Linked DNA regions of Mus musculus: region 2 is linked to region 1. A link is a contact called in public HiChIP or PLAC-seq data. All regions are on one chromosome and are shown on one strand. The core of a region is the stretch at or near the end of the contact, and the rest is flanking DNA. Distances in the headings are between cores, read along the strand shown.

What was found. HiChIP or PLAC-seq counts read pairs in DNA pulled down with a chosen protein or histone mark.
Region 2: an H3K4me3 HiChIP or PLAC-seq map of embryonic basal ganglia shows a contact between it and region 1, with 4 times the contacts expected there. The contact joins two enhancer-like sites. A contact is called at or near these places in 3 of 39 promoter capture datasets (embryonic stem cells, neural stem cells and pre-B cells), 4 of 15 datasets of contacts at CTCF or cohesin (embryonic stem cells, pro-B cells and stem cell-derived epiblast-like cells), 37 of 484 Hi-C or Micro-C datasets (the Ba/F3 cell line, the G1E-ER4 cell line, the Patski cell line and 8 more) and 8 of 115 datasets of contacts at active chromatin or transcription factors (bone marrow-derived dendritic cells, embryonic basal ganglia, embryonic stem cells and 1 more).

Annotation. Positions count from the first base shown.
Region 1 is chr9:36,946,819-36,953,958 of GRCm38.p6, forward strand. All of the region lies in intron 5 of Pknox2 (Pbx/knotted 1 homeobox 2), which reads right to left. Among named protein-coding and RNA genes, the nearest start is that of Gm34652, 24 kb to the right of the region's middle. Within about 2 kb of position 4,028, at least 33 of the 459 cell types and tissues checked have an H3K27ac peak or open chromatin away from gene starts, as enhancers often do. A contact at or near this core is called in embryonic basal ganglia and stem cell-derived epiblast-like cells, where this site is marked.
Region 2 is chr9:37,173,355-37,180,494 of GRCm38.p6, forward strand. No RefSeq gene overlaps it. Among named protein-coding and RNA genes, the nearest start is that of Pknox2, 30 kb to the left of the region's middle. Within about 2 kb of position 3,922, at least 47 of the 459 cell types and tissues checked have an H3K27ac peak or open chromatin away from gene starts, as enhancers often do. A contact at or near this core is called in embryonic basal ganglia and stem cell-derived epiblast-like cells, where this site is marked.

The sequences.
Region 1 (7,140 bases), core at 2,778-5,277:
GTAAGTTATGACCAGGTGGGGTGTGAACACAGTCTCTGGACAATGCAGCTCTACCTAGACTAGGACTGATTGGTGGAAACACAGCATTTGCCACCTCTGGGCATACATACTGCTCTAGAACAAGGTAGCTGCAATCCCCTGGCCTTCCAATAACCTGTGGAAAAGCTAAGCTTGAGCCGAGAGCCTTCAGATGCCAGTGGCAAGGGGATAGAGTGTGCTCTCCTTGGAACTAGAGAAACAAGAGTATGATATCACTTCTCAGATAATGGCCCCAGTAGGCTGGAACCCTTGGTGGCGGCCGTTAGCTAAGATGTTACTTCCCATGCCAGCAGATCCAGCTGCTCCCGAGAGCATGCAATGGTCACTAAAGTTTCTAGTTCACAAAGCCTTGCCAAGGACACAGCCTGGAACATCTGTTCCCTGTATCTAATACTTCAGAAGCCTTGGCCCAGAGCTCTGGTCCCAATTCTTCCTTGGAATGTCTCCATCTCTCTCATGCTATCCTCAGGCCACCTTACCCAACACATTCCGTAAGTGACCAAGTATAGTGCCAGTGAAGACAAAGAGTAAAGCCCTAGGGTCACTTACTTGTAGCCAGAACACTCTTTGGTCACAGGGTGGACAAATTCCCTCAGTGACGCATAGTTAGGAAGTGGCAGTTCCCAGGGTGCTGGCCAGGAAGCTGCTGCAGAGGACAGTCACAACAGTACCCCTGCCACTTGTCTAGCCTGATCCTAGGGACACTGACTTCCTAGCATCTCTCAGCCTAGCCCCTAAAAGGGCAACTTTACTGCCACTCTCTCAGGGTTTGCCTCCCTTGGGAAAATTTGACTCTCCCACACAGGGCAGATGCCTTAAGTCAGATATTTGGATACTTTTTTAGATCCCTTATTATGTGCCAAATATATATTTCAGTTACTCTTTATGTCCATTTCCTTCTCCCCCTCTCCCTCCCCCTCCCCCTGCCCTGCCTGCACATTTCTTCATTGAGCAATGCCTTCAGGACTTAATATAATGCTCTACATGCACACAGTACACTGAATAAATGCTTCGTTGAGTAGCACTGTGAAAACCACTTGGTTAGGAGCTCGCTCCCATCACCAGAGCCCTGCCCTTTGCTCCTTAGACCTGATGACCCTGCTTGCTTCAATTTCCCAAAACGTTCAACAGCAGCTGACACCCACAGAGAATGCTTACCATCAGCCAGGTGTGCACATGTGGTGTGTGCCTGCACACGTGTGTGGGAGCATACTTGCCCATGCAGAAGAGAGCCAGAGGTTAATGTCAGATGTCTTCTGCTTTCATTCCCACCTTATTTTTGAGATGGGTGCTTGCCCAAACACCCCCATCACTGCCATTACAAATAAGCACTTGCCCTGCCCTGTTTTGTTTGTTTTTAGAGATCCAAACTCAGATATCCATGTTCCAGCTGCAAGCACTTGAGCCTCTCCCCAGCACCTGCCCCCACCCAGGTTCTTTACTAAGCCTTTGCCTGTGCAATCTAATCCTCTAGGCAGTCCTGATGAAGATACAGTGTTACGCTCACTCACATTTAGAGAGGAGGAAGCTGGGACATAGAAACACTGAGTGCCCAGTTGCGGAGCCAGCGCGTGTACTATGCAGCTGCCAAGGCTGCTATCCTAATTCCGAGACCTACATCACTGAGTGTTTCAGACTGAGTAGGCCAAAGCCACACAAGATGGGCCTATGCTTAAGACCTCCAGGCCACTCAACACACTGCTGTAGGCACTGGGCATTACCTAATGTTATGTAACTTTATCCTGGGTATTAGTGTTTTCTTTTCTACAGTTGAGAAAATGGAGGCTCTGAGAGATTAACTCGCCCAAGGTGACAAAGTTAGTTATCACCACGTCTATTTCTAGAACATTATTCTACTTCCCCTGCCTAGCATGGGTTGCTAAGCTGAATTTGCACCTCCAGCTAAAAGGACTGTCGGGATCAAGCCTCAGGATTCTGTGACCTTCAAGATGCTCTCCTGGGAGTGATCTGACCGATACTCAGATACTTGCTGTCCTGTTTCCTCCCTTCCCCCACAGGTATGGATTTGAGAGGAACCCAGTCTGGATGCAACGGGAATGGGTGTAATATACATAGCACTTTAGGAATTCACCTTGGTTTGTTGAGTGACAGTTGGACTTAGTATGAGATCTCAGGGGGTGGGACACACCAGTGTTGAGGCTCTCTGCTGAGTAGTTCATGGGAACTGGGGGACTGGTTTAAGTCTTCGGTGTGCAGTATGCAAAAAACACCAAGAAAACAGTGGGGGAAAGGGTTTAAAGCAGGGCTTCTGGAATTGCCATAAAGGAGTTCTCTCACTGGTAAGCCAGCAAAGGTTCCTGGACCAGGGCGGATGCTGAGAGTGAGCTTGCGCAAGCAGAGAGAAACAGTACTGAGTAGAATCCCCAAAGCAGAAAACTCTTGGCCTTGGCATTCAGGTGTGGAGCACCATGGCGCTTACACACGTATCCAGCTCTTACTCCACCCTCAGCACTTTCTGAAGTATTTAAGTCATTAAAGAGAGAACATTTCAAGTTAAGATCCCAGAGTTAGACCCGAAGGGACAGACCGGGGAGAGGATGAGCAAGGCCATTGAAAGCTAATGAATCTGCACACAGGATCATCTCCCTCCCTCTATCAGCAATAGAGACTGTGTGCCTGTGACATGGATCTTCGAATTTGGATTGTACTGAGTCCTGTCTGTGTATTTCTTTCCAATTCTTCAGTAGCAGTTTTGAGTGGGTCATGGAAGGTACATTTACAAAACAGAAATTGGCAAATGTTATGAACCATGCTCCTCGATTGTTCCATCCCCTACCAATTGCCAGCATCTCAAACTAGGGCCACAGTGTATTTATGGGGTACTGTCTAACCTATTTAATTAATCCCCTCGACAAGCAATTCAACACCCTCTTTTTTTGTTGTTTGTTTGTTTTGTTTGTTTGTTTTTTGATTTTCGAAATAGGGTTTCTCTGTGTAGCCCTGGCTGTCCTGGAACTCACTTTGTAGACCAGGGTGGCCTCAAACTCAGAAATCTGCCTGTCTCTGCCTCCCAAGTGCTGGGATTAATGGCGTGCACCACCATTGCCTGTCTCAGCACCCTCTTTGCCTATGCTGCTAAGGCTGACTTGTGTAACTTGCTGAGGACAGAGCAATGAGCAGGATAGACAGAAACCCAACTCTGTCCCCATGGAGTTAACAGTCCAGCGAGTGGAAGGCACAGAAATGTTAATCCAGGTGTTAATCCAATTAATTTATCGAGTAATGGAGTAATGGCACAAAGAAATACGGTTAGAGATCCTCCACCCGATTCTGCAGCTGACCCCTAGTGCTTTTTAATGGGGAAGCAAAGCATAGTTGGTTTTACTATTTTTTGGCTATTCAGACCTCCAGCCCACATTTCTTTATCGTAGGTAACTTCAGCACCAACAGAGGGGGGGGGGTCAGAACTCTCAGAGAGGTTCTTGCAGTCATAGGAGAGACAGCCAGTACCTTAGCTGAGCATGCTCTGCAAAGTCACTCTCCCTCCCCCACTCGCCCTCCTCCCCACCTCGCACCTGGCCAGCCTAGCTCCCTGCCACTCTTCTGCTCCCCAGGACATCACGGTTTCCATGGGAACCCACACACTTCAAAGGGGAATGAAGGAGTCTGGAGGGGGAGGAAGGGGAGTGAAAGCTGGATTAACCTCACCCTCTTGGCCCCATCTCAGCTCTGCATCCTAATCCCTCGGTCTCTAACTGCACCTGACACCTGACCACTGTTCAGCAGCGTGGCAGGTGGGGTGTGGCAGTCCAAGTTACATCTGAACTTCCCTGGAAGGAAACAGCAGAGTTGAGGTGGGGGCTGAGAAAAGTGAGGACCATCCAAACCTAAACCTCCTACTCCACAGGCCTCCCCTCCTCCGATCCCCTCTCATCATTGCTCCTGGGCCACAAACACAATTACGCGGGATGTGCATCCAATCATGGGATCTGCTTGGATTAGACTGAAATCATTAATCTGAGCCGGAGCTCCTGGTTGCTTTGCTGATTAGCCCAGATGATGCACCGGTATGATCCAATTAAAGATGGGCTCTGCTCGTCCCTTCCCCCAGCTTCCAGATCAGAAGGGAACCAATACATTTCATTAACACGTCCTTATACACAAATAAAACCTTAGGGGCACTGGCAGGCTTTGTCATACTGTCCCTCTGCCTGCCGGCAGGGCAGGGGTGGGGGGAGCTTCCCCCATCTTTTCCCATCTATAGTCCTGGAAGGGGCCACCGGGAAGACTTCCAAAAAAGTAGTGCTGGGCACTAATATGAATGGAAGGGTCTTGTTACATTTATTGACATAGAATGTGGACTCCCTAATGTGCTTTGGAACAACCAAACTGCCCAAGGCAGGCAAATCTAATTAAAATGACTGACCCTACAGGAGACTGGGTGTCCAAGCAATGGCTGCAGAGAGGGCTGCTGATACTAATAGGAGAGGTGTGAATATAGGAGATAACTCTGGGGGCTCTGGGCCTAGAGGCAGTAGGGCCAGAGAGCTAGGCAATGGTATAAGCGTTAGCTCCAACCTAGCTGCAAGGAGCCACACAGCCATGTTTGCCTAGGAGTCTCTGTATTGGGTCAGATGGTCACAAGTCCGCCTTGGGCAAGTGCTTTTGTTGGGTTATCCCAGGGGAAGATAGGGGATGAGCTGGAAGAAGCATTAATTAAAGGACTATCTGAGTCATACTTCACACGACACGGTGGACAGGACTCATGGGTCACCCCTCCTGTGGACTGGTCTCGTGCGTCAACTCTCCTAAAGCTTGGCTTGGGTACAGCATGAGCCTGGCATCCTGGGAAGGATGCTGGAGCCCAGGAATCTTGCTGTGATGGTCTTTTGGAGTGCAGCTCTGCTTTACATCAGCCACGGTGCCAGGGGTTTACATAGGCTGCTTCATTAACCCCTCTTAAATATGCTTCCTGAGTCTATCATAAACCTTCAGGCTCAGTGAGAGGGAGGATCCCGCTTGCATTTCCAGAAACTTTATTTCTAGCAGATACCATGACTGGATGCACAGTGGTGATTGTGTTTGTGGCCTAGGGGCAATAATGAGAGAGGTCAGAGGAAGGAGGACCGGTGAGGTGGGAACTGGGGGTTTGTATAAATTTGCTCAGTCTTCTCAGCCCTCCACCTTAAGCACCATGCTTTCTCCCAAAGAGCATCCTTTTTAAAAATTGTACTGTTGTCTGTGTATGAGTGTTTTGCCTGAATGCATGCTTGTGTATCACAAAGCCAGAAGAGGGCATTGGATCAACTGGAACTGGAGTTAAAGACTGTTGTGAGCTGTCATGTGGGTGCTGGGAATCAAACCCGCATCCTCTGGCAGAGCAGTCAGTTCTTTGAACTCTCTAGGCCCAAAGATCGTCTTAATGAAAGGCACCCTCTGTGATCTATGCTCACCACACCCACCACCCCTAAGGGTCTGAAGAGATGCCTGAGAACACCCTTTAACGTGCATATGAGTCACCCAGGACCGTGTGAATTTCATATATAGAATCCGGAGGTTGGACTTCAAGATGTTGCCTTTCTTATCAGCTCTAATCTAGTCCTACGATGTGATGCTGCTGGCCCGTGGACCACATGTGGAATAGTAGTTGTCTAGTCAGGCAGTGGTGGTGCACGCCTGTAATCCCAACACTTGGGAGGCAGAGGCAGGCGGGTTTTTGAGTTCAAGGCCAGCCTGGTCTACAGAGTGACTTCCAGGACAGCCAGGGCTATACAAAGAAACCCTGAATCGAAACAACAACAACAACAACAACAACAACAACAACAACAAAACCTAGTATTTGTCTAAATTGAACACTATGAGCCATCAGGCCATGAGGGTAGCTTGCAGAGGTCATTTTCTTTCCTCTCCCTTCTCAAGCTGCTCACAGAGGCTCACACTTACATGAGGTATCCAGGCTCATTTATAGGCAGCTGTGTAATCACTCTTTCCAGACCAAGCTGCTCTGGCTACTACCTGATCCTATAACACAGCAATTTCTGTTTTACCTCAAAGGGCTAGCCTGCCTTCTTCTCCACATGGTGGAGTCCCTTGCTCAGCCAGTAAGACCAGGCACAAACACTGCCTCCAAAAGGAAACCTGCCCATTTCTCTGAGTACACAGTGGTGCCTTCTTATTTGCATATCTATTGGTACCTGGTGTGACAAGTACTGGTGTTTACCTTCCTACCCTACTCTCTCTCTCTCTCTCTCTCTCTCTCTTTCTCTCTCTCTCTCTCTCACACACACACACACACTCTCTCTCTCTCTCTCTCTTTTGTTTTTTGTTTTTTGTTTTTTGAGACAGGGTTTCTCTGTCCTGGAAATCACTCTGTAGACCAGGCTGGCCTCAAACTCAGAGATTTGCCTGCCTCTGTCTCCCAGGTGCTGGGATTAAAGACATGCACCACCACTGCCCAGCCCTACCTGACTCTTTCCCAGGAGTCTAACACAGTGCCTGAAATATTAATAGTAATGACCCTATAGGAGAGTATGAGGGAGGAAGGAAAGGACACTGAGGGAGGCTAGTTTGCCCTCCCTGGGAGTTATCAATGGCAGTTACTGTGAACAGATTCCAGAGTTCTTTGGGCAGAGCCCTGCATTCACAGGCAGCTGGGCCTGGCTTATTCTTTGCACAGGGGAGGACCGGGTACTGTTTTATTTTTCTGCAGGGCTTAGGTGTTGGCATTAGAGGCAATCAGCTTATCTGAGTAACTAAAAATAATGCTGAGGATAATGATAATAACATCACTAATTACCACCATTACCATATAGGTATTGTCTTTGGGGTGTGGGGGAAGGAAGGAATCAGTCTTCCTATTCATTTGTCTTCCTGTTCGCCTGTCTTGGGCGCATTATTCCCCGTTATGGGAATTAGCTGTGCCATATACTTTTCCCAGGTATGATGTTACACTTGCTGATGCATGGGAACATGGGAACTTGAACGGGTGAATGTGAGCCAGAGTCCAGCCTCAACACCAAGTGAAGACTTGGGCCTCTTTTCTTTGTACTGTGGGATCCTCATGAACAAATAACTAACAATTTCATTTAGGTCTGTTTTGAGATACCTACAACTTCTTCCCAACCACACACACAAGAACCA
Region 2 (7,140 bases), core at 2,672-5,171, 230 kb after region 1:
CCCACACCCCCACCTTTTCTGCATCTCTGTCTATAACTGCTATCGATTACAGCCACGCAGGGAAGCAAATGCCAAAATATATCCATCAGTCCAGTCACCAAGGTGGCGAAGAGACTTATTAAGGCCACTACACCTTCTTCTGCTTTCCTGCCTGCTCTAGCTTCCTCTGCCCAGGGGCCATTTCTTTTGGAAGGCCTCCAAGAACTTTGCAGACATGATCTGACGGCTGGTGGAATTTCCTCTACTTGGGGAAAATTTAAACCCAGAGAAGGAGCAAGAACAAGTCCCCCAGTGAGAAGATGAAAACCAGGTGTGTGAAAATGTGTGCTGTGTCTGTGGGGGGTGTGTATGGAAATGTGCAAGGACCTGTTTGTGTAAAGAAAAACCCGAGGACTTAGTCATATCTTAGAAACATTTGGTAAGTATCGCTGAAATTTTTACAAATCAATTCCTTCTGGTCGGTTAATGTCCTTCACTAAGTGGCTTAATTGTAAAATTTCACTTTATAATTGGGTTCATTTTAATGCAGAAAGAGATAGATTTGCATAAGCAAATGACAAACAGTTAACAAAACCCATTAACAGAAAAACAAGGTTCCAAAGAGCCACACACCTGGGTTGTCAGCATGGACTGGAAACCTGGGCAGACTCCCAGTCCAGGCCATCCTGACATCCCTGGCCCTGACTAAGGCAGGGAGTGAACAACAGAGTGCTTGGCCAGGGAAATATTCCAGCAAGGTGAGGTGGGTGCATAAAGGAAGGAGTTTGGTTTGCTAATGAAAACCCAGAGCTGTTTTCCTTGCAAGGAAACTCAGTGGGTTTTAAAAGACCATCAGTCTTAGGCAGCTCTTTGATTTCTCCTGTTGCAAGGCAAAAATAGAGGACTGGCTTCAGAGACTGACTTCCAACCTCCCTCCACTGTGCCACTAAAGACCAAGGACGCTGTGCCTCGGTTTCCCCTGCTATACAGTGAGGGAGCTACACTAGGTCCCATTGGAATAGCTATATTTCAGAACCCTTGCCATCACTGCTCATTCACCCACCTACAAACACTCCTCTTTATCGAGCCCTTGCTATGAGCAGGTGTTACAGATATGACAGAATCACAAAGTGATGGACGGGGTCAGAGTGAGGTGTAATTTCTGGGGAATGTTTGCATAAGCAATGGCAGAGCCTTAGGGACCATGTTATATGCTGGGACGCAAGGGTCTGAAGTACAACCCTACCCTTGACCTTCAATGTGTCTTATAGCTGGAGACAGGATCTTAAAGGAAGTTGTAAGGGTGGGGTTCTGATCCGAGAAGACTGGTGTCTGTATAAGAATTAGAAAAGACGAACTGGGTAGGCATAGCAGGCATGAGTTTAATCCCAGCTCTTGGAAGCCTGATCTACCTAGTTAGGATAGCCTAGGATAGCCAGAGCTACATAGTAAGACCCTGTCGAAACAAAACAAAGCAACAAACACCACAAACAAATGGAAGGGGTGGTTATTTCTCCCCTATTCCCTATACAAACAGGAGAAGTAGTCATCTACAGACCACAAGGAGGGGTCTCAGCAGAAACTAACCTAACTGGCACCTTAACTTTGGACTTCTGGCTTCTGGAATCATGCAGATACTAATTTCTGTTGGGGTTTTGTTGGGTTGGCACACACTAACAGGAGGGAAAGGGAACAAGTGCAGAGATACAGAAGATCAGGTTAGGGCTCTACCAGGCTTCAACAGGGAAGGTTTCCCATAGATGCTGCTGTCTGAAGGGCCAGGGACATTCAGAGGTTAGGAGGGGGGGATACTGGATAGGACACCTGCAGGAGACAATGCAAAGGACGAGCATTGGGTCCACTGGGAAGAACTGAGCTCATTTGTTCTCAGTGCAGCTGAAATGGTCGGAAGAAGCGATGCCAGAACGAAGAAGGGGGTGCGTGGGGGCTATGAGCAAATATGCCTCAAAGGCCAGCAAGCTGCAAGAACTTTGAATGCTTGAGATTTATCCCATGATGCTTCTGATAAACAAATGCCAAGGTGAGTTGTGCAGGTGAAGAGCTGGACAGCTGCTCTTGCCCCCAGGATGGCAAACCTACCTGTCCCTTCTGGGCAGGCTTTGCTTGTTCACACAAAGGCTTCCCTCTTACCTTTCCACACATCTTCTAGGAGAGCCTTTCCTTTAGGTACATGCCTTCAGTTTGACAAAAATCCCTTGTTTCTTATTAATAACCTCTAGCGTTTATTGCGTTAGTTAATGCCAACCAAGCATGAGGCGTTGTTTTAGGGGCTTTATGTGAATTAGCTCTTTTAATCCTCACATCAACATTATGGAGTAGATTCTATTAACTCCAGTTTATGGATGAGGAACCTGAAGCACCAGAGATTAAGTCACCTGCTCCGAGCTACTCAACTAACAGAGAAGCCAAGGTTAAACCCCTGGGGCAGCCTGGCAGTCTGACTTGGTGTTCATATATTCTGTGGTCAGAAGAGAGAAGTAGAGATGGAGGGAGGGAAGAAGAAAGAGAGGTGGGGAGGAAAGGAAGGAGGGAAGGGTAGAGGGATGGAAGAAGGAAAGGAGGGAAGGAGGGAAAGAGGAAGGGAGGGAAGGAGGGAGGGAGAGAAGGGGGAAGGATAGAGGGAGTGAGAGAGGAAGGGAAGGAGACAGGGAGACAGAGAAACAGAAAAACAGAGACTGAGGCTGGGTCTTGGCTAGGTGCCCCTGGCTAGTTTGAGTACAGTAGCCAGGATAAGAACTGTGAACTTTCTGATTCCAGATTCTGGGCTCCTACCCACTTGGAAGTGATGCCTTTTGAGGGACTGGTGAAGAAGCAGATGGCTTTTTATAGCTCCTCAGGAAGTAGATTAGAGAGGCCTGTCACGAGGTCCTTGGAGAATAAAGGAAATCAAGGAGGCCAGCCAAGCAGACTCTGTGGCCAAGTATTTATCATCCTGCATCACTTAGCTCTTACACATTCACTCATTCATCAGATGCTTATTCTGAGCCTTCTGTCTTGGGCACCGGGTTGAGAAAAGCAAGCAGAGGAAAGCAAGCGATTGCTAAGAAAGACCATGGTATACACCAGCCGTCTAAATGGCAGGGTTCATAAATAAATAAACAGAACAAATTATTAGAGTGTGACTACATCTATAGATCAATATATTTCTCTTCATCTACCTATAAGATCTTATAAAGAAGATAGCCTACCCCTGCCTGCAGAAATCTCTGCACCCATCACTCTAAAGGTGGTGCCCATAGAGCCAGGCAGAAAGGATGATGGGAGCATCCTGGGAGAGCAGGTGAGATCCTCTGAGCTTCCCAGAAAGAACATGATGGATGTCTGTACTCCTGGACCACAGATCCACAGCGTCAACACTGAAAGGCTTAGAACAGATGAGCAAACTGAGCAGGAACGGGCTGCTCCAGGAAGCATCACATCTCAAGGCCATGCACATTCGAGTCCTGTCGCCAACTCAGCCCTTTGTCTCCGACATGGCTTGTCCCAGGTTTACACAGGCAGCAGGTGGCTGATACTCTACAGCCAATAGTGCAAGAATCACTACAGCCTCCACACCAGACTTCTGGCCTTTGTGAGTACAGTTGCAAACAATGCAGAAGGAACAGGAAAGAGGAATAAGAGAAGTCACGAAGTTCGATGCAGTCTCTGGTTAGTACACCTGTAAAAATTCCAAATCTCCTTGACACCCCTCTCTCCAACCCACTTCCTAGCCACGAGTCTTACATACAGAAGCAATACAGATTGCTTCCCACAGTGACTTTCTCTCTCTCTCTTTCTCTGCTGCCTGCTCTACCAACTCCACACGTTGTCAACCACTATTTCATCTGCAGATCCTTTTCTCCACGGGTGTGGGATAAGCCCCACAAAGTCCCCCTCAAAGATCAAGGGGGTTGCAGTTCTACTACCAGCCAGCAGGGGACAGTCCTGCTTCGAGTCTCTGTCCTGCCCAACCAGCCCCAACCCCCAGCCCAGTCACAACTCCTTAGAGATGCAAATTGAGAGGCAGCCTTCCTAACCAGAGAGGGCTGCTAATTCTCCGACGAGTATGCAGATTTTCATCTTGCCTTTGCTTGGGTTTATTTGTTTTACTTTGCAATAAATTTAATACAGACTCCCTGAAGCAGAGAGGCAGATGGACTATAAACTCTGCATTTTGAGCAGCCGTACTTACTAGGTTAGTGTGTGTTTTGATCCCTGCTTAAATTATATCTATGAAATTTGACATGGATTTGGGTCTGGGGTTTGCTGGCTTGTTGGGGCCTCTGGAGCTGTTCTTGGGGAATTTACAAGGATTGATTTGATTACCGGAGCTTTAATTTCTCACAGAGGCTAACGAGGAGGCCGAGGAGCCTGGCTGGGCACTATGGGAAGATGGAAAAGCAAGAGAGTTGGGCTTCTATGCGATTCAGTGATGACGTCATTAGCACTGTATCACACGCCTCCTGCAAGGTCTGAAGCCAGACCCCATGGACCTATGTGGGATCCTTCTGCCTTCCTTGGAGGACATGTATGAGTAAAAGTCTTGGGGAACTTGGAGCCTAGGGGAGGAAAACTCAGATACACGCACGTAGGGGTAGATATAACTAAATATTGAGAACAGCACAAATTAACATTTCATATGACTGTACATTGGACTGAGTCGATAGGACAAAGGGAAAGAAATGTAACTGCCCCCTCCAGTGAGGGAAAATGTAACTGCCTCCTCGTGCCTCACACCAACGTTTACAGTCTCCTCCTGTCTCTGCTTCCTCCACGGATCACTGAAGAAAGACAGTGAGTGGAAGGAACCAGGAACAGTATAACCTGGATTCTTGGCTCAGCTTCACCGATTCCTTCTTTGTACAAATATTTGGGCAACATATTAAGCTTGCCCGGCTTCAGCTTCTCTGGCTGCACAGCAGAAATCACCTGGTTACCACGAGGAAGATAATGTTGATACGGATGTACAGGACTGGACTGTTAAAAGTGAGTCCTGGGCAGACCCTCCATGTTCCAGCTATGCAATCACCACGATTAGAGCCAGAAGGGCCTCCTCCAGAGGAGCACTGTGAGTGCAATTCCTAGGCCCTGTCAGGGAGTAGGACATTCCCTGGATGAGTTGGGTCCACCAGTCTAACAGCGTGTGATGGTCATCTGTCTTTCTAGGCTCACCTGTTTGCACAACTTGCCTGATAGCCAGAAGGAGAGGGTGGGCATCTGGGAAGCTTCTAAAAGAATCTAGAAGATTCCAGGGATTGCTCCAAAGAACTCTAAGGAGGTCTTGGATTGATGTGGCTGAAGGCAACAGTGCTATATAGACTTAGACACCTCCCCACACCCTCATTCACAGAACCCAGGCAGAGCCACAACTGAGAGAGGAGAGGAAAAGAGAAGGACCTGCCTTCTGCCTCTCTCCTCTGTGCCTGTGTGCCCTCCCTTCAGGTCAGAGGCATCAGGGAACGATGGGGCCCAAGAGGAACACGTTTGAAGAGTGAAAAGCAGAGAAGCAAAGATTTGGACGTAGTGGAGAAAGGAGACAAAGAGGAGAGGGCAGATAGGGCACAGGAGAAGGGGCAGTGGCATGTTGACACTTATTAAACTTTGGAGAGAGTCAGCTGCTAGAAGGGAGAGGGGAGAAAGGAAATGCCCAAGCTTCACAGAAAGGAAGGGGTGGGCACCCAGGATGGGGAGGCTGGGATTAAATGGAAATGAGGGGCTTGGTCACCATGGAGAAAGGAGCTGGAAGCTTTGGCAGCGGTTTGTCTGTTAGCAGGAAAGGCGGGGGATCAAAGAAGCTGCAGTGTGTCTATGCACACACAACCGGGTTGGAAAATGACTAGCTGGATTCCACCCAGAGCTGGGGATTGGGGGAGGGGAAGGAGTAACTGGGTGAATTCCTTCTAAAACAATTGTTCCCCCACACACTCCAGGCTGTGGCCCCAATAAGGCCTGAAACTAAAACTGTTCGTTCTGAAGATTTTGTTCAATTAAATGTGGTGTGGCTTTGTCCTACCAGCAGCACAGGTAGGTTGGGGTTTGGAAACCCAAGGCCTGTAGCGGAAACTGAGGAAGGAAATGGCAGCTGAGGGGGAGGAGAGAGGAAAGTCAGATGCCACAGCAAGGATAACACAACCAGGTGTCTTGGTTCTCACAGGCCCTGGTGAGGAGGGGAAGATAGCCATCAAGTGGAAGCTTCAGGGCCAAGGGAATTACTACCCGTTCTCTAGAACTGTGCAGGGCCAAAGCACCCTTAACTGCCTGCATCAGGTCTCTCCCTAATTTTTTGGGAAGGGGAGAATTGAAACAGGGATTTTGCTGCAAAGGTCAGGTTGGCCTTGAACCTGCGCTTGTCCCTATCTTACAGATTGCTGGGATTCTAGGCATGTGCCACTATACCTGACTCTAGCTCTCTTTCAGAGCACTCCTCCCTCGGGGGTAAGGGGCAGTGGGAGAACTCTGCTCTCCCTTCTAGACCCTGCTCCAGGTGCCCAGGCTGGATAAGGGATGGCTATTTAGGTAAGAGTAGAACCGAGTAGGAGTCATGCACCAGAAGGGGTGATGGATAGATCCAGGACCAAGGACCACAAGGTTTCCTGGAAAGCAGAGCAATGCTACAGACAGGAATTGGAATGAAGCGGTCTGGACTAGGACCTCCACTTGTATCCTGGCACTGGCCGGCATGTGGCAGCCCCGAAGGTGTACAGTCTAACTCGGGGCAGTGAGCATGGCAGAGGAAAGTAGAGAGAAACTGGCTTACAGTTCATCTTGTTCAATATTAGGAACTCGGTATTTATAAAATTTCTCTCATTGTTCACAAATTCACATCTGATTGGCTCCTCTCGCCCAAGGCTTAAGACCTAAGAGGACTACAACATGCTGAGGAGCCTTAACCACATTAGGATCAAATTGATAGTTTCCAGCTATAGATGGCATTGTAGGAAATAAATGAATAAGAAGAGTTTATTTGAAAAGGTTCTGTGCCACATGGGGAATGAGGCCATATTCATCTGTGCTGGTGACTGTTAGAGGGAGCCAGACTGTCCATAGGATCACAGCAACTCCCCCAGGGTAAAAGCATCATTCCTCTGAGCCTCCAGGGGCTAACAAAGGTCTAAACTGATAAGGAAGAATTTCTTTTCCCTAGGAGGCCATCTTGCTTCA